Regions from separate parts of the Canis lupus genome. Here region 2 is linked to region 1. A link is a contact called in public Hi-C data. All regions are on one chromosome and are shown on one strand. Each heading gives the region's core, a stretch centred on a gene start, on an enhancer-like site or on the middle of the called end of the contact. The rest is flanking DNA. Distances are from core to core; before and after follow the strand shown.

Region 1 (4,307 bases), core at 680-3,179:
TTTGGGGGCACTTCCTGGCGGAGGGAAGCGCTCGCAGCGCAGCCCCGCGGCCCGGCGGGGAGCGGCGCCCCGCGCGGGCGCGCTGGCCCTTTAAAGGCGCTGTCGGCCTACGCCGGCGGCCCCGCCCCCGCCGCCGCGGCCCGCCCCGCCGCCCCGCCCCGCCCCCGCCCCGCCCCCCCCCGCCCCCGCCCCCGCCCCCGCCGAGGGTCACACTTGAACTTTAGCTCGCCCCGCGCCGCCCGGCGCCCGCGCTCCGCAGGCGGTGGCCGCCTCTTAGCACGTGTTGGATGCGCTGTTCGGGTTCGGCGCGCCCGGGACCCCGGCCCCCTGTACTCGAGGCCACTCCGCATGAAACCAAAACAAAGCAAAACGTACGCCGGCCTCCAAAACTGCGCTGCCAGCCCCCGGGGCCGGCTCGCGACCCGTCCCCTGCACCTACAGCTCGGTCACCGGGCGGCGGGGCCCCGAGGAGCCTCGCCGCGCCCTCCTCCGCCCCGCGCGGCGGAAACAGCTCTGCGCGCAGCCCAAGGCTGGGGGGACGCGCGCCGCGGCGGCGGCGGCGGAGAGGAGCCGCCCTCAGCCCTCACGGTCCCGGAGGGAAGGGAGCGGCGGCAGGAGTCCCCCCGGCCGTGGGGCAGCAGCTCCCAGGAAACCGCTTCCTCCTTTCCCTGGCGAACTTTTCTGCCCGCTCTGACGTCCACTTCTAGTACTTTGCCCACTCCCTGATTCTCCGGCGAGCCACCTTCCCCGTCCCGCTCGAACTCTCGCTCGGCGCGCTCCCACACTAGGATTCCTGTGCCCCGACAGGTCTCGGGCCAACCCACGCACATCTGCCGCTTGTGGCGCGCTCCCTGCACGCGCTGCCCGCACGAGGCCGAGCGGGCGCCCAGCTGCCCCCCACCTACCCCACCACGACCTCAGGTGGAGGCGGGGGGCCCCGCGCCCCCGCGCCCCGCGCCCCCCGCGCCCCCGCCCCGTCCGGCCGTGCGCCCCGAAGCCACTCACCTTCCAGCCCGCCGAGCTGTTGCTGTCACCCTTATCCTTGAAGTAGGGCACGCTCTTGACCATCCACTCGTAGATCTGCGACAGCGTGAGCCGCTTCTCGGCCGAGCTCTCGATGGCCTTGGTGATGAGGTCGGCGTAGGACAGGTTGCCCCACGCGTTGCGCCGGGACGAGCTGCTCTTCCGCGGCTGCCCCGCGAGCGGCCCGGTGGCGGCCGGGGGCACCGGCGGGTGCTGAGACAGCGGCCCGGGTGGCGGCGGCTGCGGCGGCGCCGGGTGCAGGCAGCCCGCCTCCGGGCCCTGGAAGTCCCCGCACAGTCCCCCGGTGGCGGCAGCTGCGGCCGCCGCCGCCGCCGCCACCGCCGCGGCCGCCGCCGCCGCCGCCGCCACGGAGCCCGGCGCCTGCTGGAAGTCCCCGGTCTCCTCCAGCAGGCTCAGGTTGCTCATGAAGTCGGCGTTGACAGCGGCCGCCGAGGCCGAGGGCAGGCCGGCGGCGGCGTCGGGGTTGGCGGCCGCGCCGCCCGACGGCGCCGGGCTGGAGGTGGCCGAGTTGGACTGGCTGAACTCCGGCCTGGGCAGCGGCCAGGTGCACGAGCGCGGCCGGGGCAGCGGCTCGAAGTCCGGGTCGATCTCCACCACCTGGGGCGCTTCGGCCATGGTGACCCCCACCCCTCCCCCAGCCGCAGGAGAGCCGAGGGGTCGAGCGCAGCACGGGGGGCCGAGGGGGAGGGGCGCGAAGAGCCGGCCCGGGATGGGGGGGGCGAGGTCGGCGCCTCGAGACGAAGAAAACCGGGAAGAAGGTGCGGCGGAGTGGAAGCGCGAGCCCAGAACTTAACTTCGCGGGTCCATCACCATCTAAGCTCTTCCAGGTCCGCCGCACGGGCGGGACCGCAGGCCGGAGTCGCCGGGCCGGGCGGCGGCGGGCGCCGCGCTCCTGCCGACAGGGCCGCGGAGCGAAGGACGGACGGACGGACGGACGGACGCCGCGGGCCGCTCGCTCTACCGGTCGCGCGGCCGCAGCGCTGCTGCCTGTTGAATGCGGCGGCGGCGGCGGCAGCTGCAGCGACTACGCTGCCGCCCGACTTACGGGATCTGCCACCGCCCCCCGCCCGCGGCGGCGCGCGCGCCGGCCCGCCCCTGAGTGACAGCGCGCGCGGCCAATGAGCGTGCGGCGCCGCCGCTCGAGCCGCCAGTGGTCGCCCGCCGGGGCGGGGCCGCTCTTCCACCGGGAGGCGGCCGCGGTCGGGGGGGCAGCGGAGTGTTTTTCTCTTTCACACACTCTCTTTTTTTTGGATCTCTGTCATTATTTGCTGGTAACTCTCGAGTGTTTCTGTGAGTCTCTCGCCCTCTCGGCGTCTTGATTGCTACGAGGCGAACCGGCGCGGAGGCGGCGACACTTTGTTTACTCCCGCGGCGCAAAGCCGCGCGCTCGGGGAGCTCGAGGGGAGCGAGTCTCGCTTCGCCTCGACCCGCCGGGGCCCGGAGTGGCGGGGCGGGGGCCGGGGCCGGGGGCGGGGGCCGGGGGACGCTCCTCGCTCCGCGGGCGCCGGGTGGGCGCGGGAGGCGGCCGCGCGGAGTTCCACTCGATCGCCCCCTTCTCGGCTCCACCCACGATCTTTTTTTTTTCTTGGCAAAGAAACGTGGGGAAGTCGGTGGGTTTGTTTTCGTGTTCTGTTTCCTTTAGCCGCGTCTGTCAGGCCCTCCGGCCTCCGCGCGCGCTGCACAGCGCCCCGCCCCCCCCGCCCGCCCCGCGCCCACCTGTCCGCACCCGCGAGCTGCGCCTCTGCGCTTCGGCCTCACGGGGGACCGGGCGTCCGGCCCGGCGGCCGCCAGTCGGTTCATCCCATTCTCCACCTAAAAGGCTAGAAATGCGGGAAAGGGGCCCAGCGCGGGCCGAAGGCGGCCCCAGCCCACACGCGCGCGGACTCGAGCGCCTCCGGCCAGACCGCGCGCCCCCGGGGGACGTCTCCCGGGCGGGAAGCGCAGACTCGACAGCCCAGGGGCGGCGGGGAAGGGGTCAGAGAAGAGCGGGGACGCAGAGCCTTGTCCTTTATTACTCACCCCTGATTAAGTCCAACTTCTTGTGATGCCTTTGCTGTTTAGGATGGAAGAAGTAAGGTGTCGGGAAATAAAAGTGCAACAGGGGTAAGACCACACTTGGGGTTCAGCCCTGCCCCACCCCCAGGTTCCTGTCAACCCACCACCAAAGCCACCAGCCCACCCCACTCTTCCCCATCTGAGCTCCAGGCCCTGGACATCCTGTCGAGATCAGTGGGGCCACCGTAGACAATGGTCCTTATGTTTCTGGGAGCAAAAGAAACGGTTTTCAAGAAACAACTTTTTGTTTTGTTTAGCTTTTGTAGGAGGAATATGGAAGGCATTTCCTTTCAGAGGGATGGGATCCCTTAGGATGGAAGATTGACAGTAGGGTTTTCAATATCTTGTCCAAAATGACAGCTCCCAACGATTTCAAAAATCCCCTTTTTCTTACAGGTAATTCTTCAATTGAAAAGTGGCATCTGGGACATCTGGGTGCCTCAGCACTTGAGAGTCTGCCTTCAGCCCAGGGCATGATCCTGGAGTCCTGGGATCCAGTGCAGCATTGGGCTCCCTGCACAGAGCCTGCTTCTCTCCCTCTGCCTATGTCTCTCTTTCTCTCTCTCTCTCTCTCTCTCTCTGTCTCTCATGAATAAATAAAATCTTTCTTAGAAAAAAAGAAAAAGTGGCATCTGAAGAAAATTAGGCCTCATTTACAAGAGTTTGAAAGGACTTAAGAGATTTCTTTCTTTCTTTACAAATTCTATCATCTCCCTAGTTCAGACCGGTATTTCTTCATAATGCACATACTGAAATAGCTTCCCACCAATACGGAAGCCTGGTGGAGGAGGTCATGAGCCTGATGGATTAAGGATAGGGTTAATGCTCACCCTCCTCTTTGTGGTCTCTGCATTTACTATCAAATTTGGACAGTTCGGGCCTCCTCTGCTAGCCACTAGGGGACCTCAGTAACCCAGATGATGGGCTCAAAGGAAGGCGATAATGTTAATACCCTCAACCTCTCCAATTAAGCTCTGCAGAGGCAGCTCCCACTCAGATGACCACACCCTACAAATAGGCGGTGCCCTGTTGGATCATCCTTGGCAAAGGAAACCAGCTGCAAATTTGGCCTTGCCTTCCTTTCAATTCCAGTTTTTCATGGCTTCAGAGGAGAGTATTTCTTACAGACTTTCCCTCAGGTCTTTGAAATCTGGACAATCCTGCCTAATTATTTAAATGTTGTAGTTTGCTTTCTTTGGTCTTGTTAA
Region 2 (4,307 bases), core at 717-3,216, 450 kb before region 1:
AAGAATGTCCTCCCTCCGGCCTCATCTCCCCATCCACATTTTTCTGATTCTCAAGGCTTAAGTGGCTGAGCTTGAACATACTTTCTCTACTGGAGGAACTGTCTCTCTAAGCATCTAGATATGTGTCCTCTGTTGACTGTCTTCTCAAGTTTGGCTTGCGTTAGAGTCACCTGTGCACAAACATGCAGCATGAACTCCTTCAAGGGCATGCACTGATCTCTGTCAACTCTATTCCCTATGTTCCTAGCTTAGTGGCTACACAAGGCTGCGTCTATACTGAACAGGGCTGCTTTTCTGTATTCCAGAGAGTATGTGCTAATAACCATGTTCCAGCTCGTAAGAACTGCTGGAGCTAGAGCTACCATTGAGAGCTACATGGGTGCTTATTATGGACCAGGCACTGAGCTGAGATTTTTCATATATATATATATGAAATATATATATGAAATATATATATGAAATATATACTTTTTCATGTATATATCCCCATACAAACATAAATCTATGCATGCATAAATGTATGTGTCTATGTATGTTTTTACATATGTATATGTGTTGTGTGTAGATAGTTAAGAATATCTGTATATGTACACAGTCAACTAATCCCATGTAAACAGTGTTATCATCTCTCAAAGGGAGTTACAGAGAGGTCAGGTGAAGACTGCAGAGCAGAGGAGGCCATCTGAAGCCATCTCTCTCCAATAAGGAAACCTTCATGCATGCACACACCCAAAGCACCTCCCTGCACCACCCACACCTACCTCAGGATGACTCGGATTAAGCAGGCATCAAGCCTTTAACTCCTCTTGAGCCTTCACTGCCAGCTCCCATGGAAAGCTGAAATGGGTGTGGGGGGCAAGGGGCAGAAATAACCTCAGTATCTTGTGGCATCACTGCTTTGTGGCAGAAAAAAGAAAGACGAATCAGTGACAGAGGTAGAGGAAGAAAAGTTGGAGATTCTGGGAGACAGCACCATAGCAAGGCTGTCAGAAGCATGGCTCGGTAGTACTTAACAGTTCTAACACTACCATGCTGGCACACACTCGTGGAACAGCCTACAAGCTCCATGAGGGCAGAAACCATGACTGTCAGGTTCACAACTGTATTCCTTGTGCTTAGCACAGCATCTAATCATAATATTAACAGTAGCCAGTGTCTGTTGAGCACCTACACATGCCAGGGCATTACCCCAGACACATGTTCCATATTACCTTAGCTCATCTTCACAAAACCTTATGACGTAGGTAATATTAATCCCATTTCATAGGTGAAGAAACTGAGCCCCTAGAGGCTGCATAACTTACCTGCACCACATATGGAAGACAAGTCAGGGCTGGATGTGAATACAGATGTTCTGGCCCCGGAAATGCCTTTACTTGGTTCATTGGTGTACGAATCAGCCATATAAAAAGTATCCACTGAATAAATCATGACTTGAAGAAGGGGTGATCAACAGGGCCAGAACTGGGAAAGGGTAAAGAAGTATGAGAATGGAAAAGGATGTTTGGATCTGGCAGGTAAAAGGGTGCTGATGGCCCTCAAGAGAGCATGGTGGGAGTCCTCTCTCTGACCAGAGAAAGGCTGGAGAACCCAAGGTGGGGGTTTCTGCTGGGTTGGTCTTTGGATCTTCAGTTCCTAGCACATGCTTGGCACCTGGTATGCACTCAGGAATCCCTGCTAAGGCAGGTAGTCCCACACCCCCGACCTGGCTCCCTTCCCACATGTCTCACTGCCCCCATTTATGAGCAAAGGACATCACAAGATTTGAAGCTCCTGGGAGTGACGGGAAGTTACATGCTTGGCCCCGCAGGAACGTCAAAGGGAGGAAATGTTAAAGACAGAAACCCAAAAGTCTCAGTTTATGACTTTGAACTGGGGCTGGGGGAGAGGTGAGGGTGGGGGGTGACTAGCTTTCATTGGCTGCAGCTACCACATCAAAAATAAGTAAAACATGAGAACTGCAAACCACATGAAGAGAGAAAGGACTAACCTCAGTGAGCCTCTTAACACTGAAGAAGCTTCTTGTTAGAACTGAAGCCTCCCAAATGAAAAACAAGCACCATTTTTTTCTTGTTGGTTTAAATCACTTCAAAAGAGACTCACAAACCCAAAGAGATAAAGCCTGGCTTAGATGAGTACCCCACCCCACTTCCTTGCCGGCTTCTTCCACCATACTCTGCAGGAACTAGACCCCACTGAGCTGCAGGCCTGGGTCAGGAGGAAGCAGAGGAGAGGGAAAATTCTGGGCCACTCTCTGGGCATTACTGTGATTTGCATATTATAGGACCTGGACCCAGATGGTGAGCAGGGAGCTGTCGTCATGCCCCATATCTGTGAGGCCAACCAGCTAAACCGCTAGGCTCAGCCACACTCAGCTTTGGGAGGCCACAGATCTCAGGAGTAGCACCACCATCTATTACCCCAGAAATCTGATATTGGGCCTAATGGATTTTCTGTGTGTTCCTTGCTGACCATGGAGAGACCTCCCATGAAGACCACATATGGCCACAAGAAGGTCACACGTCTTATAGGGAAAATGTGATCCCAGCACAACCTTGGTTCCTGGTGGTAGAGAGTTCAAGGAAAGCACCAGAAAACAAGGCAAGCTAGCAGAGAACACGCTAGCCCAAGCTCAGGATGTTGGCCCCGACGGAAGCAAGCCACATATAGGCAGCACAAATCAAGAGAGCATTTCAAAGTCACTTACACTTGGCATTCAAGAGCATTTTGGTACTTATATTTAACTGTGGGTGTGTTTGGTATTTCTGTAATTCACAACACATGAGGCCACAGTGTGAGAACCCGAAGCAGTAGGAGGCAAAAAGCTGTCCAGTTTTCCCATCCAGCTCCTGCTCCATTAGTGCTTGCCCAGGACTTGACGCTGGGGGGGGGGGGGGGGGGGGGGGGGGGGGGTTGGGGGTGGCAGATTCCCAGCTGATGAAAAGCAGCTCAGGCATCTGCTTGAAGGGAGCAGTCTTGGCTGAGCTCAGAGGTCTCCTGCTTTCTACCAAGAGGGAAAGGAGCAAGGAACCAAAGGACTGGCCCCAAAGCCCCTGTTTCCTCGGAGTGAGCCAGTATAGAGGAGGAGCTAAGCTGAGACCAGGAGAGGGTTGGAAGCCCCCTAGGTACCCCAAGCAAAGTGGATCCACAGAAGGGGGAAAGGCTGGAGGCCTCCCTTGCTTTCTGTATACATAGTTCTCTGGCTGGAAGAGGCGGTACAGCCGGGTAGCCCTGAAATGCTGGCCAAGGACAGGCCCTCTCCCCTGGAGGTGGACTCAGTGTGCTACTATGGATGGCTACTTTAAGTGGCAGAGGGGAGGGTCCACACAGAATTGAAATGTATGATGCTTGCAAAGCATTTTGCTCACTTCTGGAAACTTCAGGGTAGACTGGGTAGGCTATAGCAACATAAATGAAATGCCTGCATCTGTGTACAGAGAGGTAGGGAGATTAAAGAGAAAGGTAAAAAGGGAACTAAAGCAGGCATGAGTTTCTCAAACACATGAACATACATAAGTAAGGTAAATTGATTCCTTAAGGTGGTGGTTTCCCAAAATCATCTTCTATTAATGGCAGAATGGGACAAACTGTCACTCGACCACGGTGAATTACAGATAGAAGAAAAGAGGAGGACAATGTTCATATGCATCTGATGTATAATAAAAATACATGTGTGACATATATTTGTCAGTTTATTAAAGACATATGTCCTTTCCCAGTAAAGATGGTCATCATGGCCTTTGTATTTTGAAATGATGGTAAAAGTAGAGGAGAATTGTTTTTTAGCCAACTTACTTGGGCCAAAATTAAAAAGTGGACAACCTTGCAACCAATCCTATTTTTTTTTTTCCAACTTCACTTGTCCCTGAAATGAAATGTCCAGGAATTGCTAACCTAAGGCGTGGAACTACTATGTAATTTCTTTCTAAATTGCAAGACTCTTGGACTAACGCAGATTTTTATTAAGTACTTTTTTTCTTTTGACAGTGACTATCCCATAAGTTACAAGAAAAGCTGATGCTTAGAAGGGCAAACTATGTGTCAGCAATCATACCAGACTCTTTCTTGTAATTCAGGTCATTATGCTCACACTACATAATTGTATGGTAGAAATTATTTAACCGAAACAGAAGCTTTATAACTGGAACAAAACCACACGACAGTGAAGTCAGGATTCAAATTGAGGCCCATCTGACTGGGAAGCCCACAGTGTTTTCCTATCCCATGTCCTTGGTTATTACCTGCCAAGAGGCACACATTGCTGGACATGAAAGGGATCTGGGGTATCCTCTCCTCCACCCTCTGAT

What was found. A called contact is a pair of places that touch in the nucleus more often than the background predicts.
Region 2: a contact with region 1 is called in a Hi-C map of blood, with 2.0 times the contacts expected there. The contact joins the enhancer-like site here to the promoter of FOXO1 in region 1. A contact is called at or near these places in 2 of 9 Hi-C or Micro-C datasets (amygdala and blood).

The regions. Positions count from the first base shown.
Region 1 is chr25:661,046-665,352 of UU_Cfam_GSD_1.0, reverse strand. It overlaps FOXO1 (forkhead box protein O1), which reads right to left and starts at 1,929. Exons shown (of 3, transcript XM_038573152.1): 1 at 1,006-1,929. The coding sequence starts at 1,659.
Region 2 is chr25:1,108,095-1,112,401 of UU_Cfam_GSD_1.0, reverse strand. No RefSeq gene overlaps it. Among named protein-coding and RNA genes, the nearest start is that of FOXO1, 450 kb to the right of the region's middle. Within about 2 kb of position 1,966, at least 2 of the 20 cell types and tissues checked have an H3K27ac peak or open chromatin away from gene starts, as enhancers often do. A contact at or near this core is called in blood, where this site is marked.